Regions from separate parts of the Mus musculus genome. Here region 1 is linked to region 2. The links are chromatin contacts, called in public Hi-C maps. All regions are on one chromosome and are shown on one strand. The core of a region is the stretch at or near the end of the contact, and the rest is flanking DNA. Distances in the headings are between cores, read along the strand shown. Region 1 has its middle 26 kb from the start of Poc1b. Region 2 has its middle 100 kb from the start of Gm34297.

Region 1 (6,123 bases), core at 2,150-4,649, 440 kb after region 2:
GACCAGGCTGGTCGTAAACTCAGAGATTCACCTGCCCCCAGGGGGCTGGAATTAAAAGCAGGTGCCACCATGCTCAGTTGGGTGCTGTTCTTAAAGTACTCTAGATCTTAGTCTTTGATTCTCCCCCTGTCTTCATACTCTCTTCTTTGTTCTACTTTATCAAGCTTCTTCTAAGTCAAATAAAAATAGTCTCTGTAACTCTTGATGAGAAGTTTGCACTTGCATCCACGTACTGATTCTGAACTCTAGGCTCATTACTTCCAACCTAATTGACGCTTTGTTTTCTTCACAAAGAGGACAGACATCTCAAGCCCAATGTATCCAATCCTCAGTTTCTAGGCTCCCTCACCTGAGTCAATGACAGCTTCACCTGTTTAGAGCTAGAATCAGAAATCAAGTACTGTTCCTCTCTCTGCCAATCTCATGTGGTTGTTTGAACAGGAATGGCTCCCAAAGGCCTCATAGATTTGAATGATTGGTCACCAGGGAGTGGCACGGTTAGGAGGTGTGGCCTTGTTGCTGTAGATATGAACCTGTTGGAGGAAGTGTGTCACTGGAGGATGGCTTTGAGGTTTCAGAAGCCCAAGCCGGGTTCAGTCTCTCTCTCCATCTCCTCCTCCCCTCCTTCTCTTCCCCTCCCTCCCCCCTCTCTGTCTCTCTCCTTCCTGCAGATCTTGATATAGAACTCAGAGCAACTTCTCCAGCACCATGTCTGCCTGCACACCACCATGCTTCCTACCATGATGATAATAGACTAAACCTCTGAACTGTAAACCAGCCCCAATTAAATGCTTTCCTTTATAAGAGTTGCCATGGTGTCTCTTCGCAGCAATAGAACTTGCACTGTGATATCTAATAGACAATCTTTCAACAAATATCATTGGCTCAATCTTAAATTTCCTCAGTCTATTCTTGGCACATTCCCTCGCACCATTCAGGTCTAAGTCACCACTTTTTTAATACAGATTATTAAAACAGCGTCCTTGGGGTTGGAGAGATGGCTCATTAGTTAAGAGTATTTGCTGCTTTTGCAAAGGAAGTGGATGAAATTCTCAGCGCCCACAAGACGGATCATAACCATCTGTAACTCCAGTGCTAAGGTATCTGATGCCCTTTTCTGGCCACCATGGGCACATACATACATGCAGGCAAAGTATTCATAAACATAAAATCAAAATTTTAAATCTTGAAAAATAATAAAAATCAGCCTCTTGTCCAGACTGTCTTGCTCCTCTGGGGGTCTGTTTAAAAATTTTCCCTCCTTGGATCATGTATCCTTCAATGGACACAAGCATCCTTCAATGGATAAGTGCATCCTTCAATGGATAGTACATCCTACAATGGATAAGTGCATCCTTCAGTGGATATGTGTATCCTTCAATGGATAGTGTATCCTACAATGGATATGTGTATCCTTCAATGGATATGTGTATCCTTCAATGGATAAGTGCATCCTTCAATGGATAGTGCATCCTACAATGGATAGTGTATCCTTCAATGGATATGTGTATCCTTCAATGGATATGTGTATCCTTCAATGGATATGTATATCCTTCAATGGATAAGTGCATTCTTCAATGGATAGTGCATCCTTCAATGGCTAGTGTATACTTCAATGGTTACATCATTTCATACCACTCCTTTTCTCAGATTCCTGCCTTGATGACTTTATTAGCAGCTTTTCTCATTACTTTTTGTCAATACCTGACACAAATCCACTTACAGGAAGGAGGACTTATTCTGGTTTGCAGTTTAAGAAGAAATTCATTCCATCACAGCATGGCAGGGATGGCAGCAGAAACGGGAGGCAGCTGATCACATCGAGTCAGGAAGCAGAGAGAAGGCAGGAAGTGATACCGTACTATACAACCTCAGTGTCCCACACTAGTGACCCACTTCCTGCAGCAAAGCTCCACCCCCTAAAGGATCCATCGCCTTCTGAAATAGTACCATCAGCTGGAGATCAAGTGTTCAGACACATGAGCTGAAAATAAAAAACTGAATTGTTACAACAGCCTACAATTGTCTTCTCCTTTATTGGGCATCTGACATCATATCGATTCCACGCCCCTTGCTGACTTACCCTAACCATACTAACCCATTTGCCTGAACCTTGGTCCCCTGCCTCCACATTTGTTCTTCTCCGGCCATGCCACGGTTCATTTCCTCTCTATCAGAGCTTTGCCTAAGGACCACTTTCTAGGTGACTGCTGCCAGACATCTTAAAACTACAACCGTCTCCCCAGAGCCCCCTGTATCTCTTTTACCTGCTTTATTTTCCTGACTAGCTATTATTCCCTTCTAATGTACTTTGTAATGTGCTTGTTGGTTGCTGTTAATTGACAGTCTCCTTTCACAAGGAATCAGCTCCACATGACGAGGGGTTCTGTCTCTTATTGCTCACTCATGGAATCTCAACTGTCTAGATGGTTGTCTAACATATCGTAGGTGTTTAGTGAATACATTTTTGGTTTTTTAAAGATCCATTTATTTATCTGTGTGTGTGTTTGTGTGTGTCTGTGTGCTCCTGCATGCCTGAAGAGCGCATCAGATCCCAGGACAGTTAGCTATGAGCCACCATGTGAGTGCTGGGAATTGAACTCAGGACCTTTGGAAGAGCAGACAGTGCTGTTAATGACCAAGTCATCTCCTCTAGCCATGTGAATAATTGGTTAGTGAATGGATTATTGCTTTTATATCTCACTCTCCCTGCTGTATAGGTAGGTGGTATTTAAGGCAAGTCCTTGTGTTCTAAGCAGTCAGCAAATAGCTCTGGTAGACTGGGTGATTCAGCTGCAAGAATGCAGTACCTTGTGCAGTATGCCATGAAATTTTCTCATCTAGTTTCTGTTTTATGGAAATATTTAAAGAAAGGTCATCATATACAGAGAATACATTTCATTGGGTCATATGGAATACTTATATACAAAATCATACATATCGTAAGCATAAAACTTGTAATTTCACAAAATAAAGCCACTCCTATGACTTCTCAGGGAGAAAACGTGTGAGCGATCATGAGCACGCGAGCACACACACAAATATTAAAGACTTCTTAGGAAAAATCAGTTAGACACAGATCTTAGATATGTCTACTTCTCGACTTCTGGTTTATTTAATAAAGACTGTAAGATATTTATCTTAAATGTGTCAAGATATGCTAAGATAATCTCTCATTGCCTTGTTAGCATCTTTTTTTAAAAAGTTGAAGCTTTTGTGTTCATGAGGATTTTTCTCACAGTGAAAAGGAGGCTCGCTAAGAAATCATTTCACTTTAACTTAAGGGTAAGGAACTGCATGCTCGCTAAGGAATCATTTCACACTAACTTAAGGGTAAGGAACTGCGCATGTGTGGGCGAGCTGTTGCTCCGCCTCTCCTCACCTCTCCCGCTCTATTTTCGGCACTTCTTTGCATAAGCAGATGACTCAGGCTTCTTGCCGCTTCCCAACTTTCCCTCCAATTATGACTCTGATGTCATGGGGAATTTCCCATGACCACTTAATGAGGAAGAAGGGGGCACTGCCGGATTTCAGAAGCTATCTTTCTGGGTTGGTCCTGAAAGTCAGAAGGAACCCTTATCATGAACAAGGGTTATGGTTAGTCACATAGGAGATAATTTGTGGTTTCCTGAGATAGGGACATTTACAGAGCGTGGCTAGTGAGTTGGTCGGTTTATCCAAGGCTTGGAAGATTGCTATCAAGATCATCTAAAAGCAAGGGGATAACCTTCTAAAAGGCTGTTTGAAGCTCCTACTGGTCTCCCAGAGGACATGTATACAGAAGGCTAAAGAAGGTGGCAGCTATGATGGTCTCTTGACTTGCTGTCAGTGAGTCTCTCTCCCAGCTTCCATATTCTGAACGGTTGTAGACTCAAGACTCTGACTCTCTCTCTCTCTCTCTCTCTCTCTCTCTCTCTCTCTCTCTCTCTCTCTCTTAAATTTTATTTATTTAATGTATGAGTGTTCTGCTGCATATATATCTACAGGCCAGAAGAGGTCATCAGATTCCCTTATAGGTGGTTGTGAGCCACCAAGTGGTTTCTGGGAATTGAACTCAGGACCTCTGGAAGAGCAGCCAATGCTCTTAACCACTGAGCCATCTCTTTAGCCCTAGACTCAAGACTCTTAGGCTGAAACTTAATCACCAGCATGGCGGCATTAGAGGTGGAACTCTCGGAATATGATTAGTTCAGGGAGGCATTGCCCTCACAGAATTAGTGGTATGACAACAGAGAGCCTCCCAACACTCAAGGTGACCAGCTGTATTATCTGTGAGCCAGGGAATATAGAATCTCATTAAGCTCAGAATCTCTTGCCTTCTTGAACTGTGAAAAGTATGTTTCTGCACCCATAAGCCATGTAGCTTGTGGCATTTTGTTACAGCAGTCTGAAGCTCCTGCTTCCTGACCTGCTTGAGTTCCAGTCTTGACTTCCTTTGGTGATCAACAGCAATGTGGGAAGTGTAAGCTGAATAAACCCTTTCCTCCCCAACTTGCTTCTTGGTCATGATGTTTTGTGCAGAAATAGAAACCCTGATGAAGACAGCCTGTCTTCTGAAGTGGTCAGATCAACAGCCAATATAGACTCTGGAAACCCAGACATGAGTATGGATGGGAGCAATTCCTCTCACCATTACCCTTAATATTTCACTTGGAGAGCGTTGTTTCCTTCTTGGAACACTCACCTTGTGGTCTGAAGTCCTTGTATAATGTGGAGAGTCTCCACCAGCAAACACGAGGCTGTTCATCCCCTTGATCAAGGGCAAACGATGGTGTGTCTGAGTATGCCAATGTGTTTGCCTTTTCTTAAGGAGAAATGGGAAGTGTTGCTACAAAATAAGAGCAGCACTATTTAAACTCATTATACTGGGAGCCCAATACACACAGTGAACAGGCAACTGCAGAACCAATGGAGATTCCTGGGGATGGAGGGCCAGGGTCAGGAATCCATGACTATTGGATTAGACCTGCCCAGATGTGGGCCTTTGGTGGGTTATTTTATTTTCGCTGTTTCCTTCCCTCTCTTGCTGCCTTATGCCCTGCTAACGACTGATAGTGCAGTTCAGGTTCCAAAAACGAATCTGATTGGCCTCCATCCCCATCAGGGTTGGGAGATGATGAAGCCATTTGCCTTGTATTTAGGACCTGTGTTTCTGGAGCTAAAAGAGGGACCAGAATGGCGGCTGAGGAACGACAGCTTAGCCTGAAATCGTTATTCTTAGCCATGTTCTCTGCATTGTCCTGTCGAGCTCTGTGGCCTGGGACGCTGACCTCCACTAGGGCCGCTGTTGCACTTGCTTTTGCTCATTCTCTGCCAGGAGACCCTGGCACGGGGCCAGAGAGCAGAGGAGAGCAAGGCTGGGTATTCTGATGCCCTCCTCTTCTGTCATCTTTGCCTTGCCATGGGGCAGGCAGTGTTACAGCTAGCATGGCACCCCAGAGGTCAGGACTTAGGCCTAAGCGATACCTCGGCACGTGTCACTTCTGTGCTAACAGTGCCCACAGCTGTGTAAGTTGTCCCTGTGTGGAATGCTCTTCAGCTAGGCACTTTGAGGGCTCCTTTCCAATACTTCATAGGTCAGCAGGTAAAGCTGCCGAGAGGAGGGTAGAGGTCAGTTACTGTGGGAATACGGAGAAGTCTGAACAGGCCAGAATAAAACGCATGTTCACATCCTGAAACCGTCCAAGGCAAAAACAATGATCATTATTGATTGGACTTCTTTTTTTTTTTCCATTATCAGTGAGAAAAATCTTATGACATTGGCTCATGGGCACCAAAGTTAAGGGATTTTCTAGGACGCAGTCGATCAGTGCTAAAACTGGAACAAACTGGAACTGCTACCTTAATCCGTAGCTATTATCAGGACCTTGTAGTCCTGCCCTGCTATTGCAGTGGAGGGACTATTTTAAGTAAAAGAATGCTGGTCTGGCACCAGATTCCTCCCCTATTCATCCACAGTCAATGGCTGATGTCATTTGTCGCAGCATTCTTTAAGTCCATCCTTGCAATCCGAGAGTCTCTTTTAGCATATGGGTCAGGTACCCACTATCAATCCATCCGTTAGAACACCCAGTGAGAGACTCTCTGACACTCTTGAATTAGAACTTTGGTCTCAAAGTCAGA
Region 2 (6,713 bases), core at 880-3,379:
CCATCGGCTGCACGCTGCTCAGACCAGCATCCTGGCTCCAGAAATAACCGAGTTTGAGATCCTAGCCTGAGTACTATCTGTGCACTACCTCAAATCAACCTCAAAACACCTTTGTTTTACAAAGACTTAGAAAGACGATACCACCCACTTGCTGGAGATACTAACAATCAGGCTGTCTGGTTTCTCACTAAAGTATAGAGCAGTGTTTTTTACTTCTAAAATACCAGTAAGCTGGGTGGTGGTGGCGCACTCCTTTAATGCCAGCACTTGGGAGGGAGAGGAAGGCAGATCTCTGAGTTTGGGGCCAGCCTGGTCTACAGAGTGAGTTCTAGGACAGCAAGAGCTACACAGAGAAACCCTGTCTTTGGAAAACAAAACAAAACAAAACACAAAGAACAAAAAAACAGTTAAATCTCCTCACTGAAGAAAAAAAAATACTTTTAACCAAGTCAGTGAAATATTGGCATAAAAGAATGTGCATCATTTGACCTGAGCTTCAAGATGTCGTGTGTGTGTGTGTGTGTGTGTGTGTGTGTGTGTGTGTGTGTGTGTGTGTTAAAATAACAAAAGGCTTACGATGTGGATGGGGTGGTCAGGCTGAACATTGTCACACTCTATCTGAATCCCAGGTTGGGCTCTTGGGTCCTGTGACCTTGAGCAACTTTTCCAGCTTCTCTGACCTACAGCCTCCTCCACTGTAAAATAAAAACGTCAATGTTTGTTCTGTCCCTCAGGCCCTGATGTGTGTAATTGCACAGAAGATCTAAAACTGACTCGAACAGTGCTTTCTCGTTTTTTGGTACGCAGAAATGAAAGCCTCCTTATTTTACTGGCAAAACTAGGGAAATGCAGAATTGTACAGTATTATCATTTGCTAGGAAAACACTCTGCTTTGAACGTTTGGGCGATGCTGACATTCAGGAACTCCTTCCCATCATCACAGAAAGGTTTTCCAGAAGTAGTGAAAGACACTTGCTCTCTGTTATATCGCGGCTGTATTTGGAATCCGATGCTGAAGGAATTACAAAGTGGGTTGATCAACAATGGAAGTAAATGGGTGAGACTGGTGAAGGGGAGTAGACATGGGGGGAGACTCAGGCCTGTTCAAACTGGACAGTGGAAAGGAAAGCACACAGACCACGACAGTTAGTTTCCTCTTCTCAGCCTGAGTGCAGAATTGCAGCACTGGCGTCACTACATAGTAGACCAGAGCAGCTGTCCAGTTACACGGAGGACCAATCACAGCATGTGAAGCAAACAGATGACCACTGAGTGCCCAGCAGGAGACAGGTTAGGTGTTGGGTATCCCGAAATCCTGGTGAATAAAACCTGGTCAAATATACCTGTGATTGCAGACAGTTTTATTCTCTGAGAGAGTCCTGAGAAGCTAGGCAATCCATCACATCGATGCCTGAAGCCTGACGGTCTCAGCAATTTTAGGCACAGAGGCTAGAAAGGGATTAACAGTCCCTCCTCAAGAGAACAGCATTGAGTACCAATTATGATCAATGTCCTGTGCCCCTTTTATGACCTAATTCACACAAGTCCAGTAGGGATAGGCTACTTATACCCATTTTACAGAAGCATAAGTCAAGGCTTAGGCACAATCACTGGCTTGTAAAGTCTCAAGATCTTAGGTCCTAGGCCTGAACTTGATCCCAGAAATATCTGAGTATCCAGTTGAGGGTAGGGGAACCTAAGACTCATAATACTTCGATGTGATTTGTTTGTTTGTTTGTTTGTTTTAATCACATGTGTTTCCAAATAAAACAGGTTCTTTATCATTCTGTATTCAGAATTCAAAATGTAACTACAAGTTCTGGCTTTTGGCGTTGATCAATGACACGATGACAGAAGAGAACACGTACTCTTTCCTGCACGCTAATTTCTGCGGGTCCTCTGGCCAGGTCAGTGTGGTTTTGTACTGTGTACACTGCTTCCTTGCTCCTTTGCATGAAGGCATTTGTAAATTATTCTAGTTATCTTTAGAATACTTAAAATTGCTCTCTGGCATTTATATAATCAGGAGATAATCAGATGATCCTTTTTTTTAAACAATGAGCCACTTCCTGTTCATTATACTTATTATGTTTATTTATGGCATAAAACCCCATTTTCTCTTTAGAAGGTCACCTGTGGGTTGGTGTGGAGGGTTTCTTCCCTCCTCTTTAAACCACTTTACCAGGTTCTGGCATTTGTATGACTGTTGATTAATTATGGTCCTGTCTCAATCATTTATGGAAGAAATAATAGCCTATGGTTCCTTTTACCAACCATTAGGTTATTCATAGCTCCAAAAAGTGGCATAAAGTTCTTAAATCTTACATATTCAAATGCTTGTAACAGACAATCTCTTGCTGGGTTCGCCCACTCACCCCAGAGGAAGGCCGGATGTTTCCAGCCAGAAGATATCTCACACCACAGACTTGGGAAGCTAAAAGTCTCCCGTCACATTTGAGGCCCAGAGCCTTGCCAAGTCATACCAGGTGCCTCTCAGACTGCTTCCCTGCCTTTAGACAATCAGTGTATTGGTTCTCCCACAGGAAAATGTATTAGATGAGAATGAGAGATCAGAGCTTCCATTCTATTTGTGCCTAATATAAGAAGCGTAGGCAACGAGAAATATCACCCATCCCAGTGCAAAAGGCTTGGATTTTGAGTTCTCACCCTCATTTTCTTTCTGCCTGTAAAAATGTCCTGTTTGTTTGAGGATGACTTCCTCTCTCAGTTAATCTGCACTTTAAGAAGAATTGGCCCCTCCCTTGTTTTAAAGGCTGAATTTTGAGATGACGGTACCCAATCAGGAAAGTGTACTCCTGTGACCATTCTACTTGAGCAACACAGGAGAAGGTAACTCAGGGCAAACCAGTTATCAATAAGAATGCATCTTGTGGTGCAGCCTTCTAAAGATGCGGATTTTATCATGAATGTTCTCAAGGACACTGGGACCTGACAGAGTGTGGGGATCATTCAAGAGGAACCAGCTATGACTGAGTAGCTGGATACAGCCTTTGCTCTTCACAGTTTTGACTTAACACTCATATGAGTGGGGGGTGTGGGGGGAGCCTTAGCAGTTTGAGTCATGTTTTCTGTTATTTGTAACCATCAAAATAAACATACTCCTGACCTTGGGCAGGATTCCAGAGTCCCCAGGCCGTGTAATGCACTGCACACCATCTCTTCCTAGACTTTTAATCTACGTTTTCCTTCCGTCATCTCGCTTACTTTTCTCGGCGTTCCAAAAATAAACTCCATGAGTTGTTCTAAGAAGGTTACTAAGGAAAATTGGAGTTTTTGGTATTCGAGCCACACGGCCGTGCTTTATATTGTCCCCCTGCGGTTATAGGCTAATTGTGTTCGCATTTCAACCTTCTATGTTCTATGTGAACAAGTGCCTCATAGCATTCAATAGAGATGACATCTTCTAGGCAGAAGCAGAATTGCCTGAGCTGACACCCACAGCTTTCCTGATTTGACCCTCCCTCCTCCCATCTCTCCTCTCCTCTATGAAATATTAACTTTACAAGCATTTCCGCAGATGAGGGCACCTTAATTTGCAATAGGGGGATGGCATTCTTGGCTCTTTACATGTGTTTTGCTTTCAAATCCAGACTCCAAGGAAAGCCCAACCACAGCACCTGTTCCACACTTGCCACTCCGTTAGCTTGGAGACAACAAGGCAACTCTTTTCCTGTATCTGACTCTAAGGAATGTCATGTGTTGTTCCTTCGGAACAATTACTACATTCCCAACCTCTTTCTGGTTTGTTGTTGTTGTTGTTGTTGTTGTTGTTGTTGTTGTTGTTGTTGTTGGCTTGGTTTGTTTGGATTTTTTTTCCTCACTTTAAAAAAATTCTTTTCTTTCAAAGGAATGAGGAGACAGCTCAGTGGGCAAAATGCTTGCTGTAAGAGCATCAGGACCTGAATTCAGATGTCTAGCAGCCACGTAAAGAAAGCCAACATAGTAGCATGCACCTATAATCCCAATGCCTACAGGGTGGAGAGAGGGGATGCCAGACACTGACTGCCCTTCTCACCAACCAAGGAACACCAAGGTCAATAAAAGCATAAGGTAGAGAAACAACTGATAAGGATATCCGACGTCAGCTGCTGCTCGTTAAATGGGTAGGCACGGGGGCAGGGAGGGCTGCAAGCACTGCAAGTGTTAATTATTTTTTTTAATTTATTTTTTTAATTAGGTATTTTCTTCATTTACATTTCAAATGCTATCCCAAAAGTACCCCAGACACCCCCACCCACTCCCCTACCCACCCATTCCCACTTCTTGGCCCTGGCATTCCCCCGTTCTGAGGCATATAAAGTTTGCAAGACCAAGGGGCCTCTCTTCCCAATGATGACCGACTAGGCCATCTTCTGATACATATGCAGCTAGAAACACGAGCTCTGGGGGGTACTGGTTAGTTAATATTGTTGTTCCACCTATAGGGTTGCAGACCCCTTTAGCTCCTTGGGTGCTTTCCCTAGCTCCTCCATTGGGGGCCCTGTGTTCCATCCAATAGCTGACTGTGGGCATCCACTTCTGTGTCTCTTGTGAGGCTATGCCGGGGCCTGGCAAACACAGAAGTGGTTAATTAATTTTTTAAAACATCACTGCCTTCTAGTTGAATACATACTCATCTTTTTTTTATTTTGGTAGCCTTCATCTCTAGCATCTTGTCATCATCTGCTGTTTATAGCCTGTGCCGTCCATTATTGTGACTTTGGATGTCTTACTGTAACCTCTCTCAGGAATTTCACATCCCAAAAAATATCAGGTGGTCTTCCACACTGACCTTCTGATGGAACCCCCAAGGCCTTAGATTATGAAGAAAAACAATATTATCAATTGCATTCGACACTCTAAAAACAAATACATAGTGGGTTTCATCCTTATATAACTTGACTCTGTGTTTTGGTAGAAGTGGCCTTCACACCTACTGTTGGGTGACTTTGGGAGTTTTGTTTCTTCACATAAGAAAGGGCACAGAAATAATCAACAATCATGTTTGGCCTCAAAGTTCTAACTACTTATAATTTGATAAATAATAACAGCGCTTTTCTAATGAATAACAACATGGTGTCTACAGATGGGGCAGGATATGTCAAAGGGAGCAAAACACTCAAGATGGTAAGCTAGAGAAAGACAAATCAAATGACATACAAATTCTAGGTCTTTATGTCATGTAGCAAAGCTTTAGAGAATCATAAGATGGTACATGCCTTTGAATCCATCTAAACAAATGTATCTTTAGAGATATTCTCAAATTATTAGTAGTATTTAGATATATTTATTGTCATATACTCAGTTTCTGAAGGTGTAAATTCAACCAAATGTAGGTTGAAATTATATATATATATATATATATATATCGTTAATGTACACATACAAGGAGATACTTTTCTTGTCACTTTTCCCCAAAATAATGTAGGATAACAACTACTTATATAGCATTAACATAGTATTTTGGGTCTAAGTGATCTAGGGATAAAGTATTGGGATGTGTTTAGGTTTTGTTCAAATACCAAAATATGTTATATGAGACCTAAGTTCCCTTTAGTTTTGTTAGCTCTAGGGAATTCTGGACACAATTCATCTAGGAGACTGGATGTCCTCTAAGGAAATAATTCTCTCCTAATTGGCATCGTTGATGACAAACCAATTTAAAATCATTCCACTGACACACCATGGCTTAAGAAGGCTTTTGTCATAGCTCACCTTTCCCAAGATAATTCAATACCCTTTGCTATGCTATCCAACACAGTTTTTTTTTTATTTTCATGTAACTAGTAAACTCATTTGTTCAAGTCAATCTCCCCAGTGAGCCTGAGAGCCAAATGGGGGCAGGCATATTGTCATGGCTTGTTCAGTCTGCTATGCTCAACACCATAGTCACAATGCCTACTGTAACACCCAGCACACAGGGCATGCTCAGTCAACATTTGAAAGAGAGTGAGGTAGTTTACAAGGCTGACAGAACAAAAGCAGAAAGATCAATTCAATGTACAACACGAGACCCAAAACAGCCACTAAAACAATGTATACTTACACCTCATGGTTTCTATGAGTAAAAATAGGCATATGACCTAAGTTGCTCCTCCCGGTCAGAATCTCTCACCATACTGAAAAGCATCAATGAAGGCATACTTATCTGCAGATGCAACTGGGGCAGGATCCACTTCAAACTCACCTTGTAACTGTTTGCAGCATCTTTTACTAAGGGCTTCAACAGCTTCCTAGCTATTGGCCAGGGGCTATTCACCTTGACTAAATTCCTGACCAAAGGAGCTTACCACAGTGTAACTCATGATTACTGGGAGTAATTGATGAAGCCAAAGGGGTACTAGATAACTGGATACTTTGGTCTCTAATAAACTAATTGCAGAAATGTCTGTCTCATCCCCCCCCCTTTTTTTTAACATTTCTAGTTGTTAACAGATAGTCATTAGGTACAGCCTACTCTCAAGATGAGATTACACAAGATGACAAATGCTAGAACGTGGGAATAATTTGAAGCCTACCTTAGAAGACAATCCAGCACACTTAGACCTATAAGCACAGCAGGAGGAGTCAGTTTGACAAATCACTTATTCAACAGAATTGGGTCAAACTTAAAAATTGTTTCCTTCCTTGGAGGGGTAAGAATTAGGCCTGATGTAGCTAGAATAGTGGGTACATTGGTAGATGTGTTTAAGGCAATTATTACATGTTCAAAT

What was found. Hi-C and Micro-C count contacts between places; a contact is called where the count stands out from the background.
Region 1: a Hi-C map of group 2 innate lymphoid cells shows a contact between it and region 2, with 2.3 times the contacts expected there. The contact joins two enhancer-like sites. A contact is called at or near these places in 6 of 484 Hi-C or Micro-C datasets (the HPC-7 cell line, cerebral cortex, cortical neurons and 1 more).

The regions. Positions count from the first base shown.
Region 1 is chr10:99,078,307-99,084,429 of GRCm38.p6, forward strand. It overlaps the pseudogene Gm51755. Among named protein-coding and RNA genes, the nearest start is that of Poc1b, 26 kb to the right of the region's middle. Within about 2 kb of position 3,400, at least 52 of the 459 cell types and tissues checked have an H3K27ac peak or open chromatin away from gene starts, as enhancers often do. A contact at or near this core is called in group 2 innate lymphoid cells, where this site is marked.
Region 2 is chr10:98,634,777-98,641,489 of GRCm38.p6, forward strand. No RefSeq gene overlaps it. Among named protein-coding and RNA genes, the nearest start is that of Gm34297, 100 kb to the left of the region's middle. Within about 2 kb of position 2,130, at least 6 of the 459 cell types and tissues checked have an H3K27ac peak or open chromatin away from gene starts, as enhancers often do. A contact at or near this core is called in group 2 innate lymphoid cells, where this site is marked.